Regions from separate parts of the Ovis aries genome. Here region 1 is linked to region 2. A link is a contact called in public Hi-C data. All regions are on one chromosome and are shown on one strand. The core of a region is the stretch at or near the end of the contact, and the rest is flanking DNA. Distances in the headings are between cores, read along the strand shown.

Region 1 (6,608 bases), core at 3,567-6,066, 290 kb after region 2:
AATAACAGTGATTGTCCCTCCAGGCTGTTACAAGGAAGACATGGGCCAACCTGTGCAAACCCTTAAACGATGCCTCTACCAAGTAAGTGCTCAGGAAATTCTAGCCACCATTATCATTACTAATTATTATTTTTTTTTCATTCTGTTATTTTCACAAGGACAAATACATCCTCACAGCCTCTTCTCTGTTGAGGCTGATGTCACATGATCCTAAGCACAGAGATGCAGGGGTTCATGCAGACTTGGCCTGGGACTCAGGAAGCTTTTCTTCCAAGCTGCTTGGTCCCAAGCAGGGAAGCAGCCTCCTCTTTCAGGAACAAGGCCCCTGCTCTGGGAATTAGGACCCCTGCCTCCCTCCACTTTAAAGATCCCTCGCTTACCACTAAGCAGCAGAGCCCCCTTCAGCCTCCCTGCTGACTTCACCTTCCTGCCACAACTGGAAGGCTAGCTGTGACCTGGGCAGTGAGGAGGAAGGAAGGAAGAGCCGGTCAGCCCGGACCAAGAGAGAGGATCAAATGGGGGTGCAGGGTGGAGAGCAGTCGGGTGCATACCTACTAGACAGGTAGCCTCTGCAGGGCTCCTCTAGCCCAAGCCTTGCTCCACGGAACCCATAGGGCAATTACCCTAATCACGTGCATCTCCGCCACAGCCGTTTGATTTATTAGTGCGCCGTCTTTTTAAAATGCCGCTCTTAAATATAAATAACACTTAATCATCCAGCTGTCGTTAAATTCATGTTATATTGATTTCTTGGAGTGCCACAAATTTGAGGGCGAATGGGCTGGCGGATGTGTGCACGAAGCCACGAGGTGGATTGGCAAGGGGAGGGGTGGGGATGGGAGGAAAGTGGCGGGGCGGGGGGAGGAAGAGGGGGTGTCAAGGGAGGGAGGTGAGCCCTGCTCCACTGCCCGAGGGTCCAAGCCGGCTTTACATCGGGCAGCGCTGGACACAGATGAAGAAGAGGAGAAGAGAGCCGAGAAAGAGTAGCACGCGTGTTGCATCCCAGACGCATCCCAGCCTGGATCTCGGCGGGTTTTCTGCAGGGCAGACACCCTATCACAGCCCCTCGCTGAAGCCACCCCAACAGGTCTTGAAGTGGCATTGTCTGTGAATTGGCTTCTCCGGGTGAGGATGGGGAGAAAAACGACTGAAAAATGCCCCCTAGCTGGCTAGGAGGAGAGAGATGGGCGGCGATTTCTTTTGCATCAAAGCTTAGGGATAACTAGGAGCTAAGAGCGGGTGATTTCCCCGCCCCCTGAGCGCTCTCTCCACTTCAGGACCGCTGCGGCGCTAGAAAAACACAACCCTCCCCCCCCACCCCGACTTAATTCCCAGCAGCCTTCGTCGTGATTAGAAGGGTCGGGAAGCCAAGTGTAGGAAGACTCTGCGGCGCAGACTTCCCTGTCTGCGAGGAACAGCGGCCGCGGGGAGGGAGAGGTGCAGAAACGCAGAAAGGAAACAACTTGGCGGCCTCGGATTTCTCCGGAAACGTTTGCCCGAGCGTCGGTGGGCATCCAGAATGATGGGCTGGGAGGACAGAGGCGAGCCCGGCAGTAGCTGGATCCAGCGAGAAGGAAGGGCTCGCCGGCAAGCCACGCCGCGCGCCCACAGCAGACAGCAGAAGCGCCCGGAGCACAGCCCCGCAGCAGCGAGGGTCTGCAGAGAAGCTAGTTGGACTCCCTTCCGAGCAATGAGGAAGCCCCTCCCCCACCCAGAGAACTTAACTGGAAGGCTACTGTTGGGCTGGTGGAGAGGGAGAGTGACAAGGAACGTGACATGCTCCAGGGCTGGGCCAGAGAACCAGGGAAAAATGAGATGTACAGCGAGCTTTACACAGATGTTAATTAATGCCTGCTTTGTCCTAGAAACCAAATTGGTACCTAACACTAAGTTCCGAAAGAGTGGGGATTTTTTGAACCCACGTTAAAAAAAAAAAAATGTTAAGCTTGTCACCAGCATAGTGACTGCTGGCTTGGTGTGAATGTGATGGATCCTGAGGCTGCAAATAATCAAGAAAAGAAAGTGGTTGGGGAAGGAAGCAGAGAAAGGGGCAGAGATTTCTCCTGGAAGGCACATAGACCTTTCTGGAAGCTTGGACCCCACCTTTCTGTCCTTTTAAGGTGCCCTGAGGGAATGTTTACCTGGGAGCCACCCACTGTCGCTGGTGCTCCCTATTTCTGAAGAAAACCATGTGCTGCTCCACACATACGTAGGACCTCCCTATCCACGCACACACAGGGCATGCGTGCGAAATGTTAAGGCTCTCCCGTAACCTCAAAGATATAGAGATGGGTCCCGCTGTCAACCTTTGTTATGTGGTTGAAAGAGGTGACCACATATAGCAAGGCTTTTTGAGAAGGCGCGCGTATATCTAGGTGCGTGTACACACACCCACCATTCTTAAAAAGGGAATAATATCTCTTTTCCCGACTGGGTTCTCCCCATTGTGAGAGCTTTGCTTTATTCCATCTATCCTTTTCAATCAATCAAAGAGCAGCTCACACAGCACACAGCGGGGAATACAATCTCCCTCTGGGGGATGTCTGGTTCTCTCCTTCCCAGCCTAACCGGAGACCTTTGCAGGAGCTGAAAAAAGTTTGAAAATAGCAGAGAGATGGGGGTAGGAAGAGGGCCCTTTAGTTCAGCACCCATCTTCAGTATTTACAGAATCAGCCCAATCCTGTGCCCAGCACTGAAGCCCACTTGTTCGAAAGAATGTTGCCTCCTTCCCCCTAATGTTCTGGAAAACACCCAACATATTTTTCCCACTGGTGGGTTTGCAGGACACACTGAACACATGATCTTGTATAGAGAGTACAAGCTGATTCCATTTCTTGCCAAGTTGCCCAACAAGCTATGCCAAAAGGGACAGCTCCAGAAACACAGAACCTCGCTAAATCTATATTCAACTCCCAACTGCTGTTGTAATGGATCTCACATTCTGCTCCCTACAACTGAGCCCTGAACGGGTTGGTCTTTGATCCCCAAATGGGAACTGTGAAAAAAAAAACAACTTGGGGAACCCTATCACTTCCCACCTCCTCCAGAAAAAGTTTGAAAATGGGCAGCCTGTGACACTCCAGCCAGGGAGGGAAAAAAAAAAAAAAAAAAAGGACAAGCTTAAGGGAGATAGAGCCTTGAACCACAGGCGGTTCCACATGTCGGGAGCAGCCTGGCTCTGGGAGACGCTGCCAGACCCAAGAATGCCTGGCCTCTTTGTAGGGTGGGCACTGTTGAGGTGGTCATGAAGGTGGTGGTGGGGGGACCCTCCTCCCTTCCTGCAGTGCGCCCTCTTCCATCTCCCTTCTAATTCTATTTCTCAGACACACAGCTCGAAAGGCATGTGGCAGGTGTTAGGCGCAGGCAGGGGAAAGCAATCCTCATGTTTCCCCGGGCACAGTGCAGCGGAAAGGCTAGGGAGCCCCCGGCGCGTGTAGGATTGCTGTTGCCCACTGACTGGAGATACTAGTAGGTTAGACCTTCTACGGAGGATCCGGCCCCATACAGTCTCTCTAGACCAGCCACACACCCAAAGCGATGCTTAAGCCCCTTCCTGCCTGAAACCCCGGCGCATTCCCGGGAAAGCAAGCGTTGCCTCGCTTCAGAAAGGCGGTTGTGCTGCCTCTTACTGGGGAAACGCAGTGCCTGTTCCATACGCACCGCCCTACAGAACTGCAGCCCCATCCGCCTCTGTGGCCTCCTCCCCGTGCGCGGGGCCACCCCTCTCTCCAAAGATCTGTCTGAATATCTGTCGGTCCGTCCCAGCGTTAAAACCCCCCGGTGCGCCAAGGCCACGGAGCAGAGATTACCAGGGGCGGGTCTCCCAAGACCATGACTTCTCTGTTTTTTTTTTTTTTTTTTTTTAACCAGCTAGGGATGCCAGTGGCTGGGAACTAGGTGGGGGGGGGGGGGGGGTGGATCGCTGCCTCAACCTGGCCAGCCGGGAGGGAGAGGCAAGAAGGCACAGAATCCCACCGAAAGTCCCGGTTGGCGAAGTCTGAGTCCCAGAGCGTCAGAGGAGAAAGAACACGGGAAATACCTGCTCCGGCCGCGCCGCAGCTACGTGGGTGTCCAGGTGGGACGTGGACAGGTGCGAATGCGCGGCGTGTGCCTATGTGTACGTGTGTGTGTGCGCGCGCGTGTGTGTGTGTGTGCGTGCGTGCAGGGGGCTGGCTCCGGGGCAGCCCAGGACTCCGGACCGCGCGGGTATCTCCGCCCGCGCTGTCCTCGCCCGCCCGGCTCCTTACCTGCAAGCGCCGCTTTGCCTGCTTCAGCTGGAGCGCCGCATTGACACTGCAGATGGTGCTGGGGCCGCTGCCTCTCGCCCTCCTCTGAACGTGTGCGTGTGCGCGCGTGTGGCTGCCTCCTCCAGCCCAGCCCCGAACCAACGCGAATACTCCACCGAGGCGCGGGGAACCCAGGGGGGGAGACCAGGGAAGCGGAGGGCGAAATCAGAGCCTGCGGGACTTGACAGCTCCTCCGGCGGCGTCCAGGGTGGGCGGAATGTCCAACAGAAAGGTCGGGAAATGCGGCTAGCTTCCAAGCACCCCTTTTCCCCGAGATCCCGAGCCCCGAAGCCCGAGCAGCAGCGGTGGCAGCTCTCGGGGGCTGCGGTGGCGACGCGGGGCCGCCCCCCTTCGTCCCCACCCCCGCGGGCTGAATGTCCTTGATGCCAAGCGGGCACGGCGGCGTCACTCCGCACCGCCCATGCTCGCCCGGTCGGGCCGCTGCCCGGGCGCGGCGAGAGCGCCGGGGACCCGCCGGGGAGCGCTGTCCGCGCCTCTGCGCGCCTCCCTGGGCAGCGGCGGCCACCCCCCGGCCACCCGCGGTCGGCCGCGCCGCGGCTGCCCCCGCCCCCGCCCCCGCCGGGGGCCGGGCCGGGCCGGGCCGAGGGGCCGGGGCTGGGGGACCGCGGGAGCCGCCGGCTGCTCCCCGGGGAGGCGCGGGGCGGCGGCGCCGGCCGCTGGCGCTGCGGCGGCGGAGAGCGCGGCCGCGGGCCGAGCCGGGCCTCCCGGGCGCGCCCCCGGCCCCCCGGGCGGGCTGCTCGCAAAGTTTGCAGGGGGCAGGGAGCGGGGCCGCCGCTGGCTCGGCCGCCGCCGGAGCTCCCGGGCTGCCTGCTGCCGCCGCGGCTCGCTGCTGCTGTGCATTGAAGCCCGGCCAAGCGCTGCAAAAACTCCAGCTGCCTGGCGCTCTCTGGGTCCTCCTCTCCTCCCTCCCGCCCTCCCCGCTTCCCTGCCTCCCTCCCTCGCCGTGCCCCCGCCCCTCCCCGCCGCCCGCCGCCGCTCCCTCCCTGGCTCGCGCTGGCTGGCTCGGAGCTCGGCTGACAGCTAGACCGCCCGAGAGCGGCCGGCAGAGGGGGCAGGGGGTGCCTCCCCGCACCCAGCGCCCGCGCCGCCGCCTCGTCCGCGCTCTCCGCTCCCACGTTGAAGGAGACCCGCCTGGTGCCCTCGGCCCGCACCAGGAGATCCCGCCGGCGGCGAGGTGGGGCGGAGGGGCGCGTACTTGGTGGCACGGGAGCCGGGCGCGCCCGCGAGATGGGGCACACAGCCGCCTCCGGCAGGTCCGGGTATGGGCGCCAACGGTCGGAGGGACCCCCATGTGCTCAGAGCCAACACACCGACACAGGCACCCGTGCGCCGAATCAGAGCCCCGCCCCAACACCCAGCGGGGAACCTGAGGATGCGAGGCTTGTTTCAGAGAATGTGGGTGGTCAGTGGCCCTTTTTTCCCTTGCTAACCTGACTTCTCTAGTCCTGTTCCTTTTGAGGCCAACCTGGCTCCTCTCTTCTTGAAAACCCTAGATCCTAGACCAGAGCAAAAACAGACAATACCAACATCAGGGTGGTTTCTGAAGTCCAAAGAAAACAATCAAGACGTTGCTCAGGTTCAGAGATCCATGGGGCAGGGAGCAAATATGGAAGTGAGCAGCTCTATCCCTGAAACCTCTGTCTGCATCCTCTCAGGACTGTGCCCCATCCAGCAAAAGAAACTGCAATTTCCACACTTAATTTAGCCCGAGACATCCGCGTGTCCCTCCCTCATCCCGGCTACAACCTCCACCCACCGCACCAAAGTGGCACCATCAATTCTGCCCTCCAGGGACCTCCTCTCATGGGCAGCCATCAAAGATGACCCTCAAAAGGAGCCCATGGTTTCTGGCTTCCTCTCTCCTGTCTGGTTTTCAACTTTCCTTTTCTGCCCCCACAGCCAGCAAGCAACTTCCTGTCCATTACTGTCCTCCCATCGAAACATCTTCAGGGAATCTTCCTACTGGGTGGAAATGATTGACAACAGCATACATTTCTATACCTTCCTGTAGGAGTTCTGCTTCCACATAGATCAGGGTTTCAAACCAGGGAGACTGAAACCAGCTGGGCACTGGGGGGCTATACAAGCCCCAAGGTGACAGTGCCCTCAGGTCAGGCCGGACCCACCCAGACAGGCCTTGCTGAAGCTTTGCCGTGGAGAGGTGGCTGCCCGGATGAGCAGGAGAGCGCCAAGCCCCAGTGAGAAGGAAACCAGACATGGGGTTGTTTGGTGAGAGGGTATTCCAGGAGACACAGTGGAGCCCTGGGGGCCTCTGGTCCTCCACCGAGCATCGCAAGGCCC
Region 2 (7,323 bases), core at 1,149-3,648:
TGCTGTGCTGAGCTGTACTGTACTGGGTTGGGTTGCTGTGTTGTGCTGTGTTGGAGTGAATTGGTTGAACTGTGCTTGTTGGGTTGGGTTGGGTTGTGCTGCTTGTGCTGTTTTGGGTTGCATTGTCTGCGCTGTGCTGAGCTGTACTGTACTGGGTTGGGTTGCTGTGTTGTGCTGTGTTGGAGTGAATTGGTTGAACTGTGCTTGTTGGATTGGGTTGGGTTGTGCTGCTTGTGCTGTTTTGGGTTGCATTGTCTGTGCTGAGCTGTACTGTACTGGGTTGGGTTGCTGTGTTGTGCTGTGTTGGAGTGAATTGGTTGAACTGTGCTTGTTGGATTGGGTTGGGTTGCTGTGTTGTGCTGTGTTGGAGTGAATTGGCTGAACTGTGCTTGTTGGGTTGGATTGGGTTGGGTTGTGCTGGCTTGTGTTGTTTTGGGTTGCATTGTCTGTGTTGTGCTGTGCTGTACTGTATTGGATTGGGTTGTGTTGGGTTGGGTTGGGTTGTGTTGTGTTGTGTTGCTTGTGTCGTGCTGAGCTGTACTGTACTGGGTTGGGTTGCTGTGTTGTGCTGTGTTGGAGTGAATTGGTTGAACTGTGCTTGTTGGGTTGGGTAGTGTGGTGCTGTACTGTGCTGCATTTTGTTGGACTAGACTGGACTTACTGGTCTGTGACTCAGTATAACAAAGTTTGCCCTGGGGCTCACACTCCATGGTAAGTGCTGGCGTTTTGTTGGCCCTTGCCAAGTCAGAGTGGTTTCTTTTTTTTAAGGTTTTTTTTTTTTTTTTTTTTTGATGCAGACCATTTAAAAGGTCTTTATAGAATTTGCCATAGCATTGTTTCCATTCCATGTTTTGGTTTGTGGCTGCGAGGCATGTGGGATCCTAGCTCCCTGACCAGGGATCGAACCCACACCCCCTGCATTGGAAGGCAAAGTCTTAACCAGTGATCCATGAGCAAACTCCCACCACAGCGGTTTCACAATTTTCAGGGTCCAAGGTGCATGCTCAGGAGGAGCGACCTGGGCACCACAAGCCAAGGTCAGCCCTCCCTGCCTGGACTCCGGCTCCACAGGCTCCCAGCCGGTTCTGTCCCCAGCCGGCTGAGCTTGCAGGCATCCAGGCAGCTTCAGCAGGGGCAGGGAAGGGAGCCAAGGACAGGGGTGAGGACCAGAGAGAGCGAGGCCGAGAGAAGGCGGGCGGGGTGGAGAGTGCAGCCCGAGAGCATTCTCATTCTGGAGAAGCAGGGCTCCGCAGCTCCTGGCAACGGCTGGAGTCTGGTGATCTGTTTCCCCTGAAGACCTGAAGTAACCTGGTCCACGAAACTCAGGGTGGTTTTGATGTAAGGTCACAGCCCCAAGCCAAGGCAAGGTCAGAAGTTCATCCCCAGAGAAAAGTGGGCACGCAGGTGGCCGAACAGGTAGGCAGGTGGGCAGAGGTCAGCCCTCCTCAGAGTGACTCTGGGGGTTCTAGAGCCCTCCTAGTCAGAGAGGGGACAGCCACCCACTTTCCTGCTCTTCTGAGCCTGGAGAAGGTCAGGCTCTGGCTGGGTTCTGAAGGCAGGTTGTGTGGTGGTGATTTATTCGCTAAGTCATGTCCGACTCTTGTGACCCCATGGACTGTAGCCCACCAGGCTCCTCTGTCCATGGGATTCTCCAGGCAAGAACACTGGAGTGGGTTGCCATTTCCTTCCCCAGGGGATTTTCCTGACCTGGGGATTGAACCCATGTCTCCTGCATTGCTGGAGGATTCTTTACCACTGAGCCAACTGGGAAGCCCCCTCTGAAGGCAGGAGATACAGTTATTCAAGCCACAAAAGAGGACACTGAGGCAGAAAAGACCTTGATACTGGCCAGCAGCCAGAGCCTCGGGGGTGGAGGAGTTGTCAGCCTGTGCTCACTTGCTCTGGATCCCAGGGGTGCCCGTCTGAGGCCTGGCTGGTCCGTGCTCACCACTCCGGACTCACACCCTCCCTCTCTGCCTTGTCCTGCCCTTCCCGGGAGCCTCTCCTTTCTCTACCCCTGCAGACTTCATGTCCATAGCTCTCACTGACATTTTTACCTTCTGTGTTCTGGAAAACAGGAAAGGAGGAGGAGGAGGAAGTCTTTTCAGGACCCCTGGTTACCATCATGCACTTTCTTTCCTTTTTGTCCCTTCTCCCCCTCCAATCTCATCCATCCCTGAGCAGAGAAATTGAACACATCTGTACTCATGACAACAGGTGAACCGACAGCTGCTGCTGAGGGCCACCGGGGGCCGGAGGGGCGCTGGTTTGGGGGTGCCTGTGTGCAGATGTGTGTGTGTGCATGTGTGTGTGCCTGTGTGCGCGCTGTGTCTGTTTTCTGAAGCTGGTCTTTAACCAGGCTGAACCCAGCATTGCGTTCTGCACCTCCTCATACAGCCAGTAGGTGGCAGAGCTGCAACAGGCCGCTGATTCCAGTCCGGTGGCGTCGGCCCCGCAGCACTGGTCAGAAATGGTCCAACCGTAGGGGGAAGGTGTGTAACCGGCCCCCCCGGGGGGCCTACACAGGGGTCCTGGGCAAGATGATTTGAAGGACAGCGAGCTAACAACGCTTCCAAAACCCCTTCCCCTCCTTGCTTCCATCCCTCCATACTTGCCTTGTTTTGTGTGCTCCTGTGCTCAGGCGTGTCCGACTATTGCGACCCCATGGACTGAATCTGCCAGATGCCTCTGCCCATTCTCCAGGCAAGAATACTGGAGCAGGTTGACATTTCCTCCTCCAGAGGATCTTCCCCACCCAGGGACTGAACTCTCTCTTGTATTGCAGGCAGATTCTTTACCTGCTGAGCCCCTAATTTTATCTCATATGGGAGAGCCTATTAACATGTACAAAGCATCTGCAGGGATGCTTTTCAGAATTTGTGGGAGTCTGTGAAAATGCAGCCTGCCCTGTGTTCTTGGATTCTCACTCAGCTCAACTGAAGTGGAGCCCAGGAACCTGCACTTCGAGTAAGCGCCCATGGTGATGTCCACAGAGTGACCAGCGAGCCCCAAACTAGGACACCCCCAGGTATCATGATGAGGGCTTCAAGATCTGTTCCTAAGCCTCATGTAATTTTTCACTCTCTCCACCTGTTTCTTATTCTTCAAATATATTAAATATGTACATGCATACTAAGTCAGTTATGTCTGACTGTGGACCCTAGCCCACTAGGCCTCTCTATCTACAGGGTTCTCCAGGCAAGAATACCAGAGTGGGTTGCCATGTCCTCCTCCAGGGGATCTTCCCAACCCACAGATGGAACCTGCATCTCTATTTCCTCCTGCATTGGCAGGTGGGTTCTTACCACTAGCGCCACCTGGGAAGCCCATATTAATATATCAAATATATTGCCACTGCCTTTCTCCACCATGAAGTTTAAGTTCCACATCCATAAGAGACCACCTTCTTTTTCCTTAGGCTCCTTTCCCGGTGCTCTAAGATCTCTGGACTTCTGGCTCCTTAGGACGGTTTTCTCAGACTGCCTAGCTCTCATCCCAGCCTTTCTTTCATTTGTGTCTAGTGTCCTGAAAGCCCTAGCACCATCCCCAGCCCTGACCGTCAGGGGCTTGGCTGGAATTTGTAGAACAGAGGTCACTCTCCATCCCTCTTCCCTTCTCCGTCCCCCCAGCTGCCCCAGCCACCCAACTGGATTGCTCTGGCAGGAGGTTCCACCCCCTTGGTGTCCTCCGAGCAGGGCTCCTGGTCTAGCAACCTGAAGCTGACTCATGGATGTGCTTGGGGAACAGGGCATCTCCCCAGAGTCAGCAGACATAAGACCCCACTCCACCCTACCCCACCCCACCAAAGTAGTCATGCTAGTGCTCCTAAAGCAAACAGTACCCTCAAACTCTGCAGACCCCAGGGGCTGGTTTGCTAGGGCTGCCATAACAAACGACCACACACTGGGTCACTGAAAGTGACAAACTTATGCTTTCATAGTTCTGGAGGTTAGAAGTCTGAGATCCATGTCTTGGCGGGGCCATGCTCTCCCTGAAGGCGCTAGCGAAGAATCCTTCTCTGGTTCATCCTAACGTCTGGTGGTTCCTGGCAAAGCTTGGCATTCCTCGGCTATGGCAGCATGAGTCCAATCTCTGCCTCTGACTTCACATGGCACCCTTCCCTGTGTCTCTGTCTCTGCATCCAAACCTCCCACTCCTTTCCCTTATAAAGACACTAGGCATTGCATTTAGGGCCCAACCTCATCCAACACGACTCGGGTCTGCAAACTTCCAATTACATCCAAAGAACTTCATTACATCTGCAAAGACTATTTCCAAATAAGCTCACATTCACAGGTCCTGGAAGTTAGGACTTCAGTGCTCATCGCTTCAGTCATGTCCAACTCTTTGCGACCCCATGGACTGTAGCCCACCAGGCTCCTCTGTCCATGGCAAGAAGACTGGAGTGGGTTGCCATGCCCTCCTCCAGGGGATCTTCCCAAACCAGGGATCGAATCTGAGTCTCTTACATCTCCTACATTGGCAGCTGGGTTCTTTACCACCATCACCACCTGGGAAGCCCCTCAGTGCTTCTTGGGGGGCATCCAATTCAATCTATCACATCCCGTATACCAAAGGCACTCCTTTCACACCTGACCTTCTGATTAAAGAGGAGAGCAGGTTTCAGGGTCCAGGGTTTGCTTCCCCAAGCATTTCACACGAATAAAGTGATTTCTTTTGCTGGACACAGTATGAAAGCCCAGTTAACACAGAGCCCCTGGTGACTTCCTGGATTAGAAGAGTTTAAAGCATGTCAGCTTTGGTGGTTCCCTGGCGCAGTGACTCAGAGTGCGGGCCCCTGACCAGGAGCATCTGGGAGCGTGTTAGAAAGGCATATTCTCCCTGCATTATAGCAGAACTTGGAATCAGGAACTCTGAGGTGAGGCCAGCAACCTGCATACAAAAAGCCTTCCTGCTGATCTTGGCGCTCAGTTGAGGATGGAAATGCTCACTCCAGCAAAAGGGGGCCCACAGTGTCCCCAGGGAGGGCCAGCAACTGGCTGTCACACCTGTGGCCCCAAATCTCCCTGTTCTCTGCCCTCCAATCCTGGCAGTGCCCACTCTCAGCTCCCTGTGCCACTCCACCCCTGAGCAGCTGAGGGATGCCAGCATGACTCACTCCATACTCACTGGCCAGCTTTTCCCCCGGTGTTTCCCTCTCCCCGTCTCCCCTCCCCAGCCCCCCTGCTGCCCCTCAAACACACGATGCCCTCAGCTCCCCCTGGCTCTTTCTCCTGACCAAGGGAAGAGCTTGGCAGGGGTTGGTTAAGATAAGTCTGATCACACAGAAAACAAACTGTGATTTTTCTATCTGCCAAGCTGCCGAAGACAAGGATGTCAAACCCGGGATCCATGTGAACGTCAGATCTACAGTTACCCCAGTATGTCTGTGTTCTAGGCAAGCATTTTAATTTTTTTTTTTTAAATCATGGTCCCATTCCTAGAGAGAGAGACCAGTAACAACCTCTTGGATGTTCACGGCACTGGCTGTGACAACCTTGGTACACATTCCCCGACCCAGGGAAGGAGCAGCTTCCACAAACAGCAGACGGTGGGTCACCTCTGACATCTGCTCCCCACACTGCTGATCCCTTGTCCAAAGCGACACTGAGCTGGAGTGTCGGTGCGCCACGTGCGTTTCTTACGTCAGCAAGCACTAGTGACAGACCTGCAGGAAGGCAGATAGACAGGCAGCGGGGAACCCTGGGGGACCTGTGCTGGAGTCTGGTGAGCCTTCAAGATAAGATCGCATAGATATTCTGTGGGTGAGGGGTGGTGGGGAGCAGAAGGCACTTTGGCCAGAACCAGGGTGCAGGTTCACGGGAGATCTGTGTGTGGGTGACTGACATCCCAGTTTCCGGAGAGATGGCCCACCTGAGTACTGGGAGGAAGGGAAGTCAGTGTGGGGAGGAGCAGGTGGAGATCCCAAAGCCCCACCCCTAAAGAAGGTGGAAACCAGCAGAGACCAGTATATTCACCTGTCGAGCCAGCTGTGTTGGTGTTTGGGCAAATTACTATACAGTTTCCATGACTTTTTCCCCAAGTTGTCAAATTGGGCACAATTATAGTAGAATCATAGTGGATGGAAAAAAAAAAAATCCACCCAATCAAAATGAATAACAGTGAAGGAAAGGGTTTGCAAATGGACCATGGCAGAGAAATCTGGAAATCTTTGCATGCAGGCACTTTGGTCTGACATGCCGTTTGCACTGAGTCTGGAAACCAGATGCGCAAAGGCTTGAGTTCAAATTCCCTACCACTGCTTCATTCCTCTCCATTCTCCTAGATGGAGCTTCAGAACACACGAGGCAGTGACTCTAATCTTTCAGCCAACACAACAAGGCAGCCTGGCCAAGCATCGGGAACCACAGTCCCTTCCATAGCAACTGATTCTGATGTGGTATCAGCCTCTCAGGACCATTCACCAGCCTCAAACCCTGAATAGAGTTTGGCTATTTGGGAGTCGAGTGCTCTATGACTACTGCTGGTTGTTGTTTAGTAGCCAAGGGGTGTCCAACTCTTGTGACCCCATGGACTGCAGCCTGCCAGGCTCCTCTGCCTGTGGGATTCTCCAGGCAGGAATACTAGAGTGGGCTGCCATTTCCTTCTCCAGATGGTTGGATGGCATCACTGACTCAATGGACGTGAATTTAAGCAAACTCTGGGAAATGGTAAAAGGCAGGGAAGCCTGGCACGCTGCAATCCATGGGGTTGCAAAGAGTTGGAAATGACTGAGTGACTGAACAGCAACTACAAACCTCTTCTTAAGCACATCACACCCTGTATACATTTTTCCTTTTAGATATTGTCTTGGCTGCTCTTGATTTAATGTTCATGTAAAATGGAAGTGGTTTTCAATTTCTGACTCACGAGATACAACTGAAATATGAGAGCAATTCAGCTTCTCAAAGAACCAACCGTGAAGTCTGAAATACCAGTGTTTTCAGGCCATTGGGATCAGCAACCTCTTCCTTCTTAAATGCTATGACCTGATATGCTGTCCCTTCTCTGGGATAAGTTCTTCCCTTAAGCTAAAGTGATTTTGTCTCTTGGAAACCCGAAGCCAGGGTTGTATTCCATTCCAGGATATGACACTGGAGTGTGCTTAATGGTTCAGCTGTTCAGCTGGACTCTAGCCGGCCAGGCTCCTCTGTCCATGGGATTTCCTAGGCAAGAATACTGGAGTGGGATCTCATACACATTTTTAAACTACTGTGACTTATTTTGCTTTGGAAAACATCAGGTTACTCTTCAAAGCAACCAGAGGGGACCCAGAAAGAAAAGGATGTCCAAAACCAGGTTTTGGTTATGACTGCCCTGGGG

What was found. Hi-C and Micro-C count contacts between places; a contact is called where the count stands out from the background.
Region 1: a contact with region 2 is called in a Hi-C map of hypothalamus, with 8 times the contacts expected there. The contact joins the promoter of PLXNA4 here to the enhancer-like site in region 2. A contact is called at or near these places in 10 of 16 Hi-C or Micro-C datasets (hypothalamus, liver, mesenteric adipose tissue and 5 more).

Annotation. Positions count from the first base shown.
Region 1 is chr4:97,942,037-97,948,644 of ARS-UI_Ramb_v3.0, forward strand. PLXNA4 (plexin A4) reads right to left here and starts at 4,817. Exons shown (of 33, transcript XM_042248843.2): 1 at 4,248-4,817.
Region 2 is chr4:97,651,518-97,658,840 of ARS-UI_Ramb_v3.0, forward strand. All of the region lies in intron 4 of PLXNA4 (plexin A4), which reads right to left. Among named protein-coding and RNA genes, the nearest start is that of TRNAG-CCC, 19 kb to the left of the region's middle. Within about 2 kb of position 2,399, at least 6 of the 54 cell types and tissues checked have an H3K27ac peak or open chromatin away from gene starts, as enhancers often do. A contact at or near this core is called in hypothalamus and liver, where this site is marked.